Linked DNA regions of Mus musculus: region 1 is linked to region 2. A link is a contact called in public Hi-C data. All regions are on one chromosome and are shown on one strand. Each heading gives the region's core, a stretch centred on a gene start, on an enhancer-like site or on the middle of the called end of the contact. The rest is flanking DNA. Distances are from core to core; before and after follow the strand shown. Region 1 has its middle 38 kb from the start of Tex50. Region 2 overlaps Rc3h1 (RING CCCH (C3H) domains 1).

Region 1 (6,867 bases), core at 3,666-6,165, 230 kb before region 2:
ACAAAAGAGCAAAGCGGAGAAATAAAAGCTCTCCCCAAGCTGGCGATGTACCAGTTTCTCTGGGATTAGCCTGCAGTTTACCTAGTACTGGAGCTGACACTGCAAAGCCCAGACCAAGGGTGGGCTGCAAAGAGGCCCCCGGGTACCTGATGGGTGATAACGATCCAATGCTTCCTTGCCACCTCTCCTACTGGGATGGCACATGCTCCTCCCCTTAGTTTGAAAAATCTCTCTTGTCTGATTTTCAATCTGCTGAATGTCTACAAGTCTTGGAAACCCGGTTCTTTTCCTAAGTGTTCTCCATCCAACGCACTCCAAGAGGTTAGACATGACCTCCTCTGTGTCCCTGAAATGCTATCCCAGCACAGTAAAGCAAGGAAAAGCAATCGATTTTTCTTGGATTGCTTCTGGGAAAAATCTATGATGCTCTCCATGCTGGCTTGAGTAGGAGGAGCTAGATCCTTCATCAACAGACAGATCTCAAGCCCCGCCTCCTCTCGATTCCCTTGCTTAGGACTTCCCCTTTAAACTGGTGAAGTAAGCTGTTCAGCCCCAAAGCCTGTCTCCTCAAAAATGGCTCTCAAGATCTACACTAGGGAAGGAGCATTACGAAGCCCTGTTCTAGCTGTGATAAAGCATTATCTGATATAATCAGCACATGGTGTGACTCTCCAAGTTATTTCTATTTCCGGATTCAAGCCACTCAGAGCTCCTATGAAGAAAGATAGGAGTGGAGGCCCTGAGGTCCCAACTCTTACCTCTCAGCTGTCATAGAATAACTGAGGAATTGAAGGATTTTTAAAATATCTCCATAGGGTCCAACAATCCCTTTGCAAATAGTAGGATCCAAAAATACATAAGTTTAGAATGCCTATTAAGTTGTTTGTTTGTTTGTTTGTTTATTTGTAATATAAGCAGGTATACCATTTAACAATAGCATGCTTTTGGGTTATGTTGTTATTGGGTTTTGGTTTTGGTTTTGGTTTTGGCTTGGAAATATCTTATTCGAATTGCCACCAGCTTCAAATTCAACAGTCAGGACATAGCAGGCAGGAAAAGATAGTGGCATAAGTGAAAAAGCAAACAAGGGCTGGAGGGCTCAGCGGTCAAGAGCACTGACTGTTCTTCCGGAGGTCCTGAGTTCGATTCCCAGCAACCACATGGTGGCTCACAACCATCTGTAATGGGATCTGATGCCCTCTTCTGGTGTGTGTGAAGACAGCTATAGTGTACTCATACACATTAAATAAACAAATAGATCTTTAAAAAAAGACCAAACAAGTGGAATGACTAATTACAGTAAGTAATGAGTAATTACTGAAAGGCAGCGCTACCAACAACCAAGTGCAGTCGCTACACTAATCTGTAAGCCTTATGAACCAGTTAGTCCCGAGCTTCATTCACAAACACATCAAAGGAACAAAGGAGCAAAAGTTATTGGTGCCAAGTTTGTTTCATCTTGCAAAACCAAAAAAAAAAAAAAAAAAAAAAAAAAAAAAAAAAAGGTGCCATCCTCCATCACAGGTATTTATTCTTTACAGGATAAGTTAAACACTTAAAACAATTATTTCAGAACGGCCTTTACACTGAACAACTTTCCATGGGAAAAGTCAGAGTGAAGGCTTATTGTCCACATCTGCTTTCATTTGAGATGAGAATTTCTTTGGCAGATTTCGACTTAGTGTCTGTGATTTTGCATGGTTTCTGAGAGGAGGCCTAATCCATTGGTCTGAGAAGACACTGATCCACCCCCCACCCTCACCTCAACCCCCAACCCCACTCCAACACCCACACCCACATCCAATCCCACTCCAACACCCACACCTACCCCCACCCCAACTCCAACACCCACACCCACCCTAACCCCCAACCCCACACCCACACCTACCCCTACCCCAACCCCACTCCAACACCTACACCCACACCTACCCCTACCCCCAACACCAGGTGGGAAGGGTAGGTAAGAGTTTTGCTGGTGATGCATCTCGCTCTGACCTCCTTCCTTCACACATTACGATGGTGTCACACAAGTGTGGATGTGAAGGGGAAAAAAAAACCCAACAATTCATAGAATAAGTCTATCGGAGTGACGTAGAGAAGGCACTATTGTCTCTAAACCACTTTCTTCATAATGACAACATCAATAATGCTGATCACTGATGGCACATTGAAACGTTAAAGATAGAAATATGTAAATAAATAGAATTTTATTAGCCTCATCAAAGACAAGACCAGCCAAGTACTAAAATTCTCTGAAATCTATACTGAATGCATATCAGGAAACTCACTTAGTAATGATGAACTCCATCCTCGGTTTAAAGCTTAAAGAATCCAAATTCAGGCCTACCGTGACCAAAGCAACAATGCCTGACATTCCGAAATATTCCACTGGGGAGAGAAGAAAGTGAAATAAATTTAAATGTGATTAAATCTATACACTGATTCGCCCTGAGGAAAAAATCAGTAGGAAAGGTGAAAGCAGCGTTTCTTATTTAGAAAGTTGCTTCAAGGGATTGGCTAATGCTGTAGCTCAGGGAATAGCAGTGCTTCTTCGGAGATGGGCAATAGAATAAACACCCAGCCTTTGTGAGCCATGGGACCTTCCTCAGCTATGATGCTGCAAGAAGCCGGAGGTAACATGCAGACGGTTGGCTAGCCAATAAAATACTACAGACTTTAGACTTCAAATAATCTTCATCTCCATGAGATATTATTCTTTGATTCTGCTCTTTTCATAAAGCTTTTTTTAGCTCAGAGCAGATTTGACCCAGTTTGCCAATCCTGCATCATCACTGAGGCTAGGGCGAGTGGGAAAAGAAATGACGTAATCTCCGCTCAGCACCTTGGGACTTTGTGCTGCATGGGCCAGGCGTTGCTGCTTCCTGGAGCATTTGCCCTTCTCTCCCCGACTAAATTGGCAATTCACTGGGCTCTAAATGTTGAAACATAGTCTAGGGAGAATGTTAGAACACAAAAATACTAAAGGTGCCGGGCTACAGAGTCTCCAAGGAGCCCAGGGTGACAGTAGACAGAAAGGAAGAGAAAGAACATCCAAGCAAGCAGTGGAAGAGCTTTCAAACAGGGCACAGCACGATGCTTATGGGATGTGACCTCCCCTTTCTCCATTAATGTCCCCACGTCTGCAAAGCAGGTGTTAAGTGGGGTGAATAGCACCTCACATCCTTATTGCAAGCATTAACTTAGATGATATGTTCCTTGGCATATGTGCATGGCAATGGATGGCCACTCTTGTGATTCCAGTATTAACCACTGTTGTGACTACTACAGTACTGATTTTAATCCACTGGTCTACCACTTATCAAAATTCTTTTCATTTATCTATTCACTTAACTTCACTTTGGATATATATATACATACATATACATATACATACATATATATATATATATATATATATATATGCACTTTCCTAACGAATTTAACTTCAACAATCAAGTTGAGTAAAGCTAACAGTTCTGCAAATGTTTTGATAGGGGACAACTGTCAAACTCTTATTTCCAGTTTCTTTGAGTACATGCTAGTTCTTATTTTTGTCTGATATACATATATATATATATATATATATATACACATATGTATATGATCTTGATTTATTTATTATCATATATATTCTTGCTGAGTTTTAAACACATTTTTATCAAATGTTTGTGTTTCTTTTTTTTAAATAAAGCTTATTCTTGTAATTAACTGCATCAGTTCTTAGCATGACTTCAAATATATTTCTGAACACATTCAAGAAATTGATTTTTTATAAAGTTACTGACTACCAATTTCCATTTCTTTTTTTTTTTAAGATTTATTTATTTATTTATTATATGTAAGTACACTGTAGCTGTCTTCAGATACTCCAGAAGAGGGCATCAGATTTCATTACGGATGGTTGTGAGCCACCATGTGGTTGTTGGGATTTGAACTCGGGACCTTCAGAAGAGCAGTCGGTGCTCTTAACCACTGAGCCATCTCGCCAGCCCCATGTCTGTGTTTCAATGACTTGAGCCAAAGTGACGGAACATTTTTGGTTATATTGATAAATGAAAATAAGGAACTTGTATTGTTAATTATGTGAGAGTCCCATCCCAACTCGAAAACGTGTGTGTCTGGGCTGGGAATCCTCTAACGTGAAAGGGAGGCTGAAACGCCTTCTGCGACCCGGTCCTGGCACTCTGCCCTTGGCTATCATCCATTTAATCTGTCTAAGGGGACACCAAATATTGGCTGCAAACACCTCCATTCCTATTAGGAAGAAGAAATGAACCAGCATTTATGAGCCACCCTGTCTTGAACACAGTAGGGAGCTGGCAAAGGCTCAAAAACAAGTGTCTGGGATTGGGGAGAGAGACACGCCCCGCCCCCCTCCAGGAACAACTGTCACTCAGAAGGAGGTGGGAGGAGCTGTGTACACAAGGAGCTCTTGCCAGTCCCTAGGGTAGCCGCAGCTCACAAGCATAGCAAGCTTCATTAATGCATGCAGTGCCTTACACAAATGGAGTATTGTTAGACCGATTGTATAGAAGAGACAAGCTTAAAGAGGCTAAGTATTTCCCAACGTTGCTGATTGACGGAGTATATCTGGATTCTGTCTACTCAAAAACACATTGAGAAGGAATGTTGGTTCATTCGATCAGCACGTATTAAATTACTGTCGGGCATTTGACCAACTCTAAGCTTGGCTGAAAGGAGGAAAAACTAATCGAGTGAAGAGCTGACTATGAGCGCCACTCATATTCAAGAGGCTCACAGTCTGGTAGGGAGGTGGAAAAACTGAAGTAAGGCATCCACAAAACTTTCACAAAGGAGCAAAGAAATAAAGCTGAAGGAAACGAGCATTCCGTGAATGTTTTCGCTAGTTTGACTGGCTCAGGGCAGTAAGCAACCACTAGGTGGCGATATATCTACAGGAAAAAGAAAACTGCCTTTCCTTAGCTAGAGGTGTAAGAGACGGCTGAGATCTTCATTGGTTAAAGTTGCTCCAGTGTATGAGGGGAGCAAAAGCAGTTTGGTCATAGTTAATATGGTTCCTGGGAGCTGAAACACCTCAAGTCCCAATTTTACAAAACTGAACTAACGGAAGGCCCACTGGGGCTGGGTACAGTTACTCCTGCAACTTACCCGATGCCCCAGCTTCTCTTCCTGACACAAGCACTCTTGATCTCCCCACTCTCGTTTCCCACCTTCTAGATTCAAGAAAAGATCGCTATTTGAAAGGACCTTTTAGTCTAGTGAGTGAAGGATGACGAGCTTGGAAAGCCCTCGGGAACTTCTCCGCCAACTTTTCCCATTTTATGGGGTGAGCAGCTCAAGAGTCCAGACAGAAACAACTCCATGACGATTCCGCTTCTAGGGCACTGCCATGGACTTACTGTAGGGTTAGAGAATAGAGCTCAAAGGGCTAAGAGTACCCAGACATAGGAGCGCAAAGACATGAGGTTACAATGAGAGGCCAGGAGAGAACTAGATCTGACAGAGAGGTGATGTGACAAAACACAAGTGGGTGGGTGGGGGGTGGTAACAGACAGGAGGAAGACATGAAGCAGGGGAAAGGAGCAGGGCAAACCAGGACTCCCAGGCTCTCTAGTAGGATGGCAGTTCTTGTGTTTGTTTGCCTTACCAAGGTAAAACGTCATGTACACCAGTGAGAAACAGAGAACAACGTTCGTCAGTGTGTTGCTAAAGAGGTCGGTCAATATAATCTGGATGACTCTCGTACACCAATAGCCACATATGGTGCTTCCAAAAACATCAAAGCTGAGTCCGATGATTATGTGTAACTCTAAACATAAAAGAAAGGAGAGAAAGGGGAGAAAGAAAAACGTGAGTTAACCATCTGGGTTTTGGCTTGTTTGTCTGTGTTGTTTTGTTTTTTTACTGACTGCACTCTGGTTTGTAAACAGGGGGCCTGTTCTTCCTCAGGCAGAGTGCCCTGTGAGAGTCTGATAAATCTACTTAATGTAGACTTCCCCAGGGATGTAAGTGAGCCCCCACTTACACGCTGGTAAACAATCCCAATGAAACTCCTTAGGTCACACACAGAAAGACATTAGACAGGAGGGCTGGCTGCAGAGAGGAACAAGGAGTGTGGGGAAAGAGACAGGAGAGACTAACAGGAGTGGATACGATTGAAACACATCATGAAAGCATAACTAAGCCCGTTACATGGTTAATGCGTGCTAATAAGCCATTTTAAAATTATCTACCTGATTTCCACCAACACTTCCTTATGCTTTTGGTCCTCCCCACCCCCTCTTGCAGCTACCACAAATGTGTCCCCAGGGCTCATGTCTCCCCTTCACGCTGTGCTGATTCCTGCCATTCTTCTCTAGCTACTAACGAGACATCTAGAAACCTGTCAGGGGAATGTATTCCGCATCCCAGGCACCATTAGCCACACAAATCTGGCTGTTGTCCCCCTAGGATTGTTTTACCAATATGCATTAGTTGTTTGCCTTCACCCTCAGATCTAAGACCACGCACAACTCTTAGCATCCACCAACTGAGATACATGCTGATCCCAGCTAGAGGGATAACCTGGGCCGGATGATGCAATTGGTCTATGTGTGTATGCATGCTGAGGGACAAGAGATGGGTCTTTTTAATTATTTCTTTTCCTTCTTTTCTTTTTTTTTTTTTTAGATTGTAAAATTATATCATTTCCTCCTTCCCTTTCCTCTTTCCATCCCTCCCATATACCCCAGTTTGCCTATTACAGATCAATCCAACACACACTTTGCATTTTAGCAATCACTAAAATGCAAATATGGTTATATTTTCTTGTTTACCTCACTTCTCATTTTAATTGATCAGAGAGCAATGTATAGAGAAAGATGCAGAGACAAATGCACTTTCGTT
Region 2 (7,314 bases), core at 3,476-5,975:
AATACCAAAATACAAGAAAAACCTACTTCATTAAGATCATACAATTAATCAAACAGAGTGTATATATAATATCTTCTTTTTTTTTAAAGCCCCGGATCCAAGGCGTCCAAAGTTATTAAAATAAAGTTCATTCACAGAACAAAAACAAATTTAATCTGAATTGCTTGCAGATACTGCTAATTTTTTTTTCTTAAAATTAAAAAAATGCATCAATGTGAACTATGTGCAGGTTTGTTTAGTAGTGGTGTTTGTGCACATTGCCTCCGGTGCTTTTCCTGGACTTCACTGACCACTCAGAGAAAAAGTTTAGAAGTTATCCATTTTTCTATCCCTATGCCCCATGAACTGATTAGGAGCAGAAGGTAGAAGCAGGTGCCCATATTCTAGGGAGCAGAATTGGAAACAACTCCTGATCTCTGGGAATCATTGTTATCTCCTCCTCCCTCAGAGTCTTCTGACAGATTCAAAGAGCTGGTCTTGTTTGATAGGAGGCTGAGATTCTCTTGTGTCAAGGCTGATCCATTTGGTACATCACTGTAAATTACATGAAAAAATAGTTGGAATTTATAGAAAGAGAAAAGCAATTACTCTAAATAAAATCCAATCAATAGGGCTTATTATTTAGCACTGTAGAAAAACATGAGGCTGGAGTAGAGCACATGCCTTTAGTTCAAGCAGAAGGCAGAAGCAGCTGGTCTTTATCAGTTTTAGGTTAGATTGGTTCCAGGCCAACCAAGGCTAGCTACACAATGAGACTGTCTCAAACAGCCAAAATAAAAATAACTACATAAATAGCTTCCAAATATTGATTCTAACTCCTCATCCACACTGTAGCATAGATGATAAACTAAAACTGACAAGCTTCCTACTCTATACGTATAGGTTATAGCAGAACACAACCTGCATATACATATTAGAAAACTGAACTAAGAGTTAAAACAAACAGGCATGGTAGAGACAAGCACTTGGGAGGAAGGGACAGGTAGTGAGACTCCTCCCCCCTACAGCCCCTAACATCCCAAAAGACCCGTAGCTTAAAATATTTGCTGGCTGGAATTTAAGAAAAAGTGCCAACCTCCTATTTACCAACTTTATTTTGAACCTAGGCAAGCGTATAGATTCAAAATAGTCACTGGGCATGGTGGCGCACACCTTTGATCCCAGCACTTGGGAGGCAGAGGCAGGCGAATTTCTGAGTTCGAGGCCAGCCTGGTCTACAGAGTGAGTTCTAGGACAACCAGGGCTACTCAGAGAAACCCTGTCTCAAAAAACAAACAAACAAACAAACAAACAAGCCAAAACCCAAGAAGACAGCAACAGGACAATTAGAATTCTTTTCTGTTTGATTTTTTTAATTTTTGAGATAGGATATTTCTACATAGTCCTGGCTATCCTGAAACTCACAACATAGACCAGGCTAACCTCAAACTCAAACAGTAAGTGCTATGAATAAAGGCATGTACCACCATGTCAGGTTATATTATAAATTCTTGTTCTAGGTAATCAAGAGATCAACACAGGACTAAGGATTCAAATCTTCAAATATGCCAAAGAGAATAAATAAGGATATACAAATGAATTAAATACTGTATTATGGGAGAGATCAAATAAAAACGTTGACTGTGGATGGCCTAATCCCACCCTGTCTCAAACGACCAACAAACCCTAATCTAACCCTACAACACTAGCAAATTTAAGTGTTTTGTACATAACTGAAAGGGGGGAACATAACCCTGGAATACAGCTTAGTGGTAAAAAATATGTGCTAATTTGTGAGGGTCTGAGCTCAATAGTCAGCATGAAAATGAAACAAAAACAGTAGCAATAAAATGGGCAGTAGGTTGGCTTTTAATCATTTTTAAAAAATGATTAAATGAGCTATATATTATGTTTTATAAGTCAAAAGCATAAGACCACACTTAAAGCAATGAGAAGAAAATGTAATCAGAAAATGTACTGAGCCCCAGTAAAGTGCTAAGTTTTGTGTATACACGTGTTTTGATAGTCTCACTTTGTAGCCCAGACTAACCTCAAATTCCTCTTTTCCTACCTCAGCCTCTCCAGTGCCCGTAGCTATATCCTACTCTAACTCCTAAAGTAAAATTTTAATTCTAGATTTAGTAAAAATATATTCTTTTCTCCTGCTGAGCAGTGGTGATATATGCCTTGAATTAAAGGCCAGCCAGGTCTACAGAGCGAGTTCCAAGATAGCCAGGGCTGAATAGAGAAATCCTGTCTTGAAAAAAACCCAATGAATATATTCATATTTTCTTATTTTTTTAAAAAATAGATCTTTTAAGAATCAAAACATTCATACTTTGTGTACGGTAGGATGATAGTTATCTCTCTCTCTGGTTAAAGTCTATAGAAGTGTTCCTGTTCCTTTCTTTACCTGAATGTCAATGTAAGGTCCTCAGTGCGGATCTTGTTTTGGGGCTCGGGCTGGCCATTTTCTGCTTGCTTGCTTGTACCCAGTTTGCTTTTCATGTCTACAGAACACTGGTTCTCCTTAAAAGAAGAGGAAATAAAGTCCGTAATCTGTGGTGTAATGGGTTAGACCAAATTCACACAACACGGATTAAAAAAACAAAAAGTCATTCCTACTTCACTAAGAATTAACAATAAAAAACAGGTAGATGAGAGAGTATACACTAAAGTATACAGTACAACCCACCTTTTCTCACTACCTTTTGAAAATGCTGCAAACTAGCATGAAAAAGCAGTACAGAGAACAGTGTACAGACTATATATCTCTTCTATAAAAGACCATGAAAAGTAACATTTTATTGTGTAAACATATCTTAATATTACAGAGTCCAAAAGAGCAACCATCCCATCTGCTTCCCTAATGAGTACATTAAACAGAAACTTTAAAATTTCTAATTAATTCCCTTGTTTTCCCCAAAGTCTTTGACAAAGGACAAACCTAAAATAATAATACCACCAGATGACAACTCATCTTTATTAGAATCACCCTAAATATTACTTATTCCTCAAGGTACCTGGAATCAGCTCTAGAGTCACAGAGTTCATTCCACCTTCCCCACCTTCAGCACTCACCATACTCAATTCCCGGGTCCTCTTCCCAATTTCTCTTTCCACCTGATGCAGTTCCAAGCTGAGCTGCTCACTTGAGATCATTCCAGGCCATTTTGGAGGCAGCTGAGGGGGCTGTGGCTGGCTTGCCAGGGTGTTCACCTCCCTCTGTAACACCAGCCGGTTACTAACAGCCTAGTGCACAAAGCCAAGCACACACATAATTCAGCGCACCTCATGCCACATAGAAAACACTTTACCCAAAGTATTTTACCACTAAACTAGCCACAAGTTTGCAGTAAAAATAACCCAACTATAAACACATTTTGTCTTAATAGCACTTGAGAAACATGGTTTTAATTTTAAAAGATGTATTTTATTTTTAAGGGAGAGTGAGTTTTAAAAGATGTGTTTTATTTTCGAGAGAGAGAGACAGAGACAGAGACAGAGATGGCGTGTGTGAATGTTGCGATGTACACATTAAACAGAAATGCAGATGCCTATGGCTGCCAGAAGGAGAGCTGGATCCCCAGGAGCTTGAGTTATAGGCAGTTGTAAGACAGGAACCAAACTTGTATCCTCTGCAAGAATGGTAAGACATATTTCCAGCACCAAAAATAATTTAATCTTTTTTCCTATTTCAAAGAGAAATCAATTATAAATGTGTATCTTTCTTTCTCATTGCTATTTTCCATGATGTAAATCCTATATTTTTTTCTATAAAAACTCAATGTTCTTGAGGCAGGCTTTCTTTCCTTTTTCCTCCACTACTGTTTATTCTCAGACAATATTCTTTTTCTATTAGCCAAGAACTAAATTTAGTTCTGAATCCTCTGAAGAAGGGATATCTATACTAACGTTAGGCAAAGGCTTTAAAATTACGTGCTGCTTTACTGTGTCTCAGAACTTACTATTTAAGGAGACTGGAGAGGTGTTTTGATGGTTAGGATCAGATACCGCTCTTGTTGATGCCCTGGGTTTTGTTCTCAGCATACATGTCAGGAGGCCTACAACAACTGCTATAATTCCAGCTCCAGGCAGATCCTCCAACATCTGTATTCATGTGCACATACCACCCCACAAAATACATATACACGATGAAAGAAAATTATATCCAACTTAACATTCTTGGGAGCTCTTCAGAACTAGAGCACAAAACGGGCACAGTGCTGAACACTGAAAGCTCGATGTAAGTACCAATGTGGCCACACAGGAGGATCCTGAGTCTGAAGCCATGTGGGCTACACAGTGGTACTCTACATCAAAATTCCTGACACAAGAAAAAAGTATCTGTAGGTCTGTACCTCTAGTCCTCGTAGCTGGGTCTGCTGGCTGATCTGATGGTTCAGCTGCTGCAATTCTAGCCGTAATTGTTCTCTTTCAGCAGATAGAAGGGGTTTTCCATGACTGGCCACTTCTGCCATGGACATTTTCTCCCTTTGGTAAAAAAGAAAGAAACCATTAGGTAAATTTTGTATAAAGTTTTATTTTGTGAAATCACTACTGACTAGAAAACAAAGCAAGGAAAGCTAAATGTTTCAGATATTTATAACAAGTGAACAAGAATGGCTGTACCTCTCAATGAAGTGTCCCTGAGGAGGTATGTTTGCATGAGGTGAGTATGGAGAATCTCCCCAGCCACCATGAGCTCCATATGCACTGTAATCTGTAAAGGAACAGTTTACTGTGGTTTATGATGTCATTTACCAGTTTGATTCATCTAAGGCACTATCATCCAGAAGGCAGCGGCACACGGTATCTGTCTCTGCAGAAAGCTGTCTGCCAAAATGACAATGCATTTGTTTCTTCCCCATTGAACCTTCAGGTTTTGCATACTTTCTTTTCACTGTGTGCACGAGTGTTTGAATGTAGGGGTGAGGGTTGGTGTCAGATTATCTTCCCAAAGCACTAGGATTACACACACAACACATACGCATACGCGCACGCACGCCTACATTTTATGTGGGTACTGGGGATCCAAACTCAGATCTTCTTTATCCAGCCAGTCACCTCCTCAGACTCCAAGAATCTTATTTTAATAAATAATGAAGTTATTTAAGATAAAAGTCACAAGCAGCACCCCCCCCCTTGAGACAGGATCATTAGCCCAGAATAGCCTTGAAATCCCTATGCACCCAAAGCTGCACTTGAACATTCCGATCTCCCTACCTCCATCTCTCCAGTACTAGGATTACTGGCATGTGCCATAGCTGGTTTATGTGGTTTGGGGTATTGAATACAGGGTCTCATATATATTAGGCATACACTCTATCAACTGAGCTTTACACCTTAGCCCCTCAAGCAGTCTTAATATAGAAAGAGTTAATTTTAGTTTATACTCCTAAAATTGCCTGAAGTGCAATTGCTTTCTTATAGGGAAAAGTTTAATAATTGCCTTTAAGAGTCTTAAAAGCAGGCTGGTGAGATGGCTCAGTGGGTAAGAGCACCCGACTGCTCTTCCAAAGGTCCGGAGTTCAAATCCCAGCAACCACATGGTGGCTCACAACCATCTGTAATGAGATCTGACTCCCTCTTCTGGAGTGTCTGAAGACAGCTACAGTGTACTTACATATAACCAATAAATAAATCTTTAAAAAAAAGTCTTAAAAGCACTGATAGAATTACATTGAGAATCATAATTACCACTCTAGGATTCTTACCGGAAATGTTAATAGATTTTGTGGGTGCTCCCTGAGGTGCTATAGCTTGCAGTGGGCCAGCACCCTGATACAGTGTTTTGGATGTTCGAGAGATGGCACCGAATCGAGAGACTGTTGGTCGGTCTCCAAACGGGATGAGGTCATCATCGCTCGTCTCCACTGCTCTTCTCTGAAGGTCCAACCTCTGCTCTCTCGTTCCTTTACTTTCTACATTCTAACAAAAAGCAAAAATGAGAGTATGTTTAGCATAATTTCTACCAGCTCTGTAAAGGGGTTGTTAATAAGAGTATGATGTTCTTATTAGTAAGAATAAGTCTTTAGCTGTCTTTGGATGTCATATAAAACATTGGTTTTAGATCACAGTAAGAATTATATGACCAACAATTACAGACAGATGATAGTAGATGATAAATCTACCCATTCCTAAGTCATATGTATGAACATTAACTTGTCAGGCAAGCACTTTACCCCTGAGCTATAAGTCAATGCTGAGAGGCACTGAGTTAAGGCTTCTTTCATGTATCTGGAAAAACTTTTAATGGCATCTATACTAGGTTAGTAGTTTTATTTTATTTTTCCTAATTTAAGGAATTAGCATTACTTTGGTAATGTTACTTCAGTGTGATACCCCCCCCCCTTTTTTTAAAGATATATTTATTTAGTATATGTAAGTACACTGTAGCTGTCTTCAGACATCCCAGAAGAGGGCATCAGATCTCATTATGGATGGTTGTGAGCCACCATGTGGTTGCTGGGATTTGAACTCAGGACCTTCAGAAGAGCAGTTGGTGCTTTTAACCGCTGAGCCATCTCTCCAGCCTGTGATACCCCTTTTGAAAGCATCTTACATTACTATTCTATTTCAACTCATTCTGCTAAAAGACTTCCTGTGATGTAGAAGCACACATTTGCTCACTGAAGCACATCAAAAATTTTGTTTCAACTTAATTTTACCTTACTTGATGCTGGGAGCAGAGCCCAGGACCTTGCTCTGTCATACTCCCAGTCCCCTTGCAGGTTTGTTTTTCATTTAATTATTCTTTCTTACTCTGAACTGTCATCTACTTGAACTAGTTTTGTCTTGAAACAGCTAGGTAAACATCACCTATGAAAACCTACACAAATCTGTCTGTCTGTACTGTCCTCCCTCCCTCCCTCTTTCTCTCTCTTTCTTTTCTCCTCTCCTCTCCTTTCCCTTTCTTTCTTCTTTCTTTCTTTCTTTCTTTCTTTCTTTCTTTCTTTCTTTCTTTCTTTCTTTCGAGACAGAGTCTCACTCTGTCACCTACCATCTCTGTGCCCCCCTCTCCACACCCCGGTGCTGCTGAGATTAAAGGTATACACCACCACATCCAGCCTTTTTTTTTTTTTTTTAAATATATAGTTCAAGCTTATCATCCATTTGGCCAGGAATACATGTCTAAGCAAAACTTTCATGGATGTGCACAAGGAGACTCTACACAGGGGTTAGAGAGATAGCTCAGAAGTTAAGAGAGCTTGTTCTTGCAAAGGACCAGGTTTGAATCCCAGCACCCTCATGGTAGCTCATGACCATCCCTAACTCTAATTCCAGGATATCTATCTAATGCTCTTTAACTTCTGAGGACACCAGACACATATG

Evidence for each region. Hi-C and Micro-C count contacts between places; a contact is called where the count stands out from the background.
Region 1: a contact with region 2 is called in a Hi-C map of the G1E-ER4 cell line, with 5 times the contacts expected there. The contact joins two enhancer-like sites. A contact is called at or near these places in 7 of 39 promoter capture datasets (the 3T3-L1 cell line, the C10 cell line, the HPC-7 cell line and 3 more), 3 of 15 datasets of contacts at CTCF or cohesin (the NIH/3T3 cell line, large pre-B cells and pro-B cells), 27 of 484 Hi-C or Micro-C datasets (the C10 cell line, the C2C12 cell line, CD4 T cells and 14 more), 4 of 115 datasets of contacts at active chromatin or transcription factors (the 230-238 cell line, bone marrow-derived dendritic cells, bone marrow-derived macrophages and 1 more) and 4 of 9 other capture datasets (adipose tissue, embryonic stem cells, liver and 1 more).

The regions. Positions count from the first base shown.
Region 1 is chr1:161,193,724-161,200,590 of GRCm38.p6, reverse strand. It overlaps the pseudogene Gm6185. Among named protein-coding and RNA genes, the nearest start is that of Tex50, 38 kb to the right of the region's middle. Within about 2 kb of position 4,915, at least 271 of the 459 cell types and tissues checked have an H3K27ac peak or open chromatin away from gene starts, as enhancers often do. A contact at or near this core is called in the G1E-ER4 cell line, where this site is marked.
Region 2 is chr1:160,960,867-160,968,180 of GRCm38.p6, reverse strand. Rc3h1 (RING CCCH (C3H) domains 1) reads right to left here. Exons shown (of 20, transcript NM_001024952.2): 15 at 5,697-5,910; 16 at 4,612-4,702; 17 at 4,341-4,473; 18 at 3,061-3,231; 19 at 2,393-2,508; 20 at 1-534. The coding sequence ends at 384. Among named protein-coding and RNA genes, the nearest start is that of Serpinc1, 14 kb to the left of the region's middle. Within about 2 kb of position 4,725, at least 2 of the 459 cell types and tissues checked have an H3K27ac peak or open chromatin away from gene starts, as enhancers often do. A contact at or near this core is called in the G1E-ER4 cell line, where this site is marked.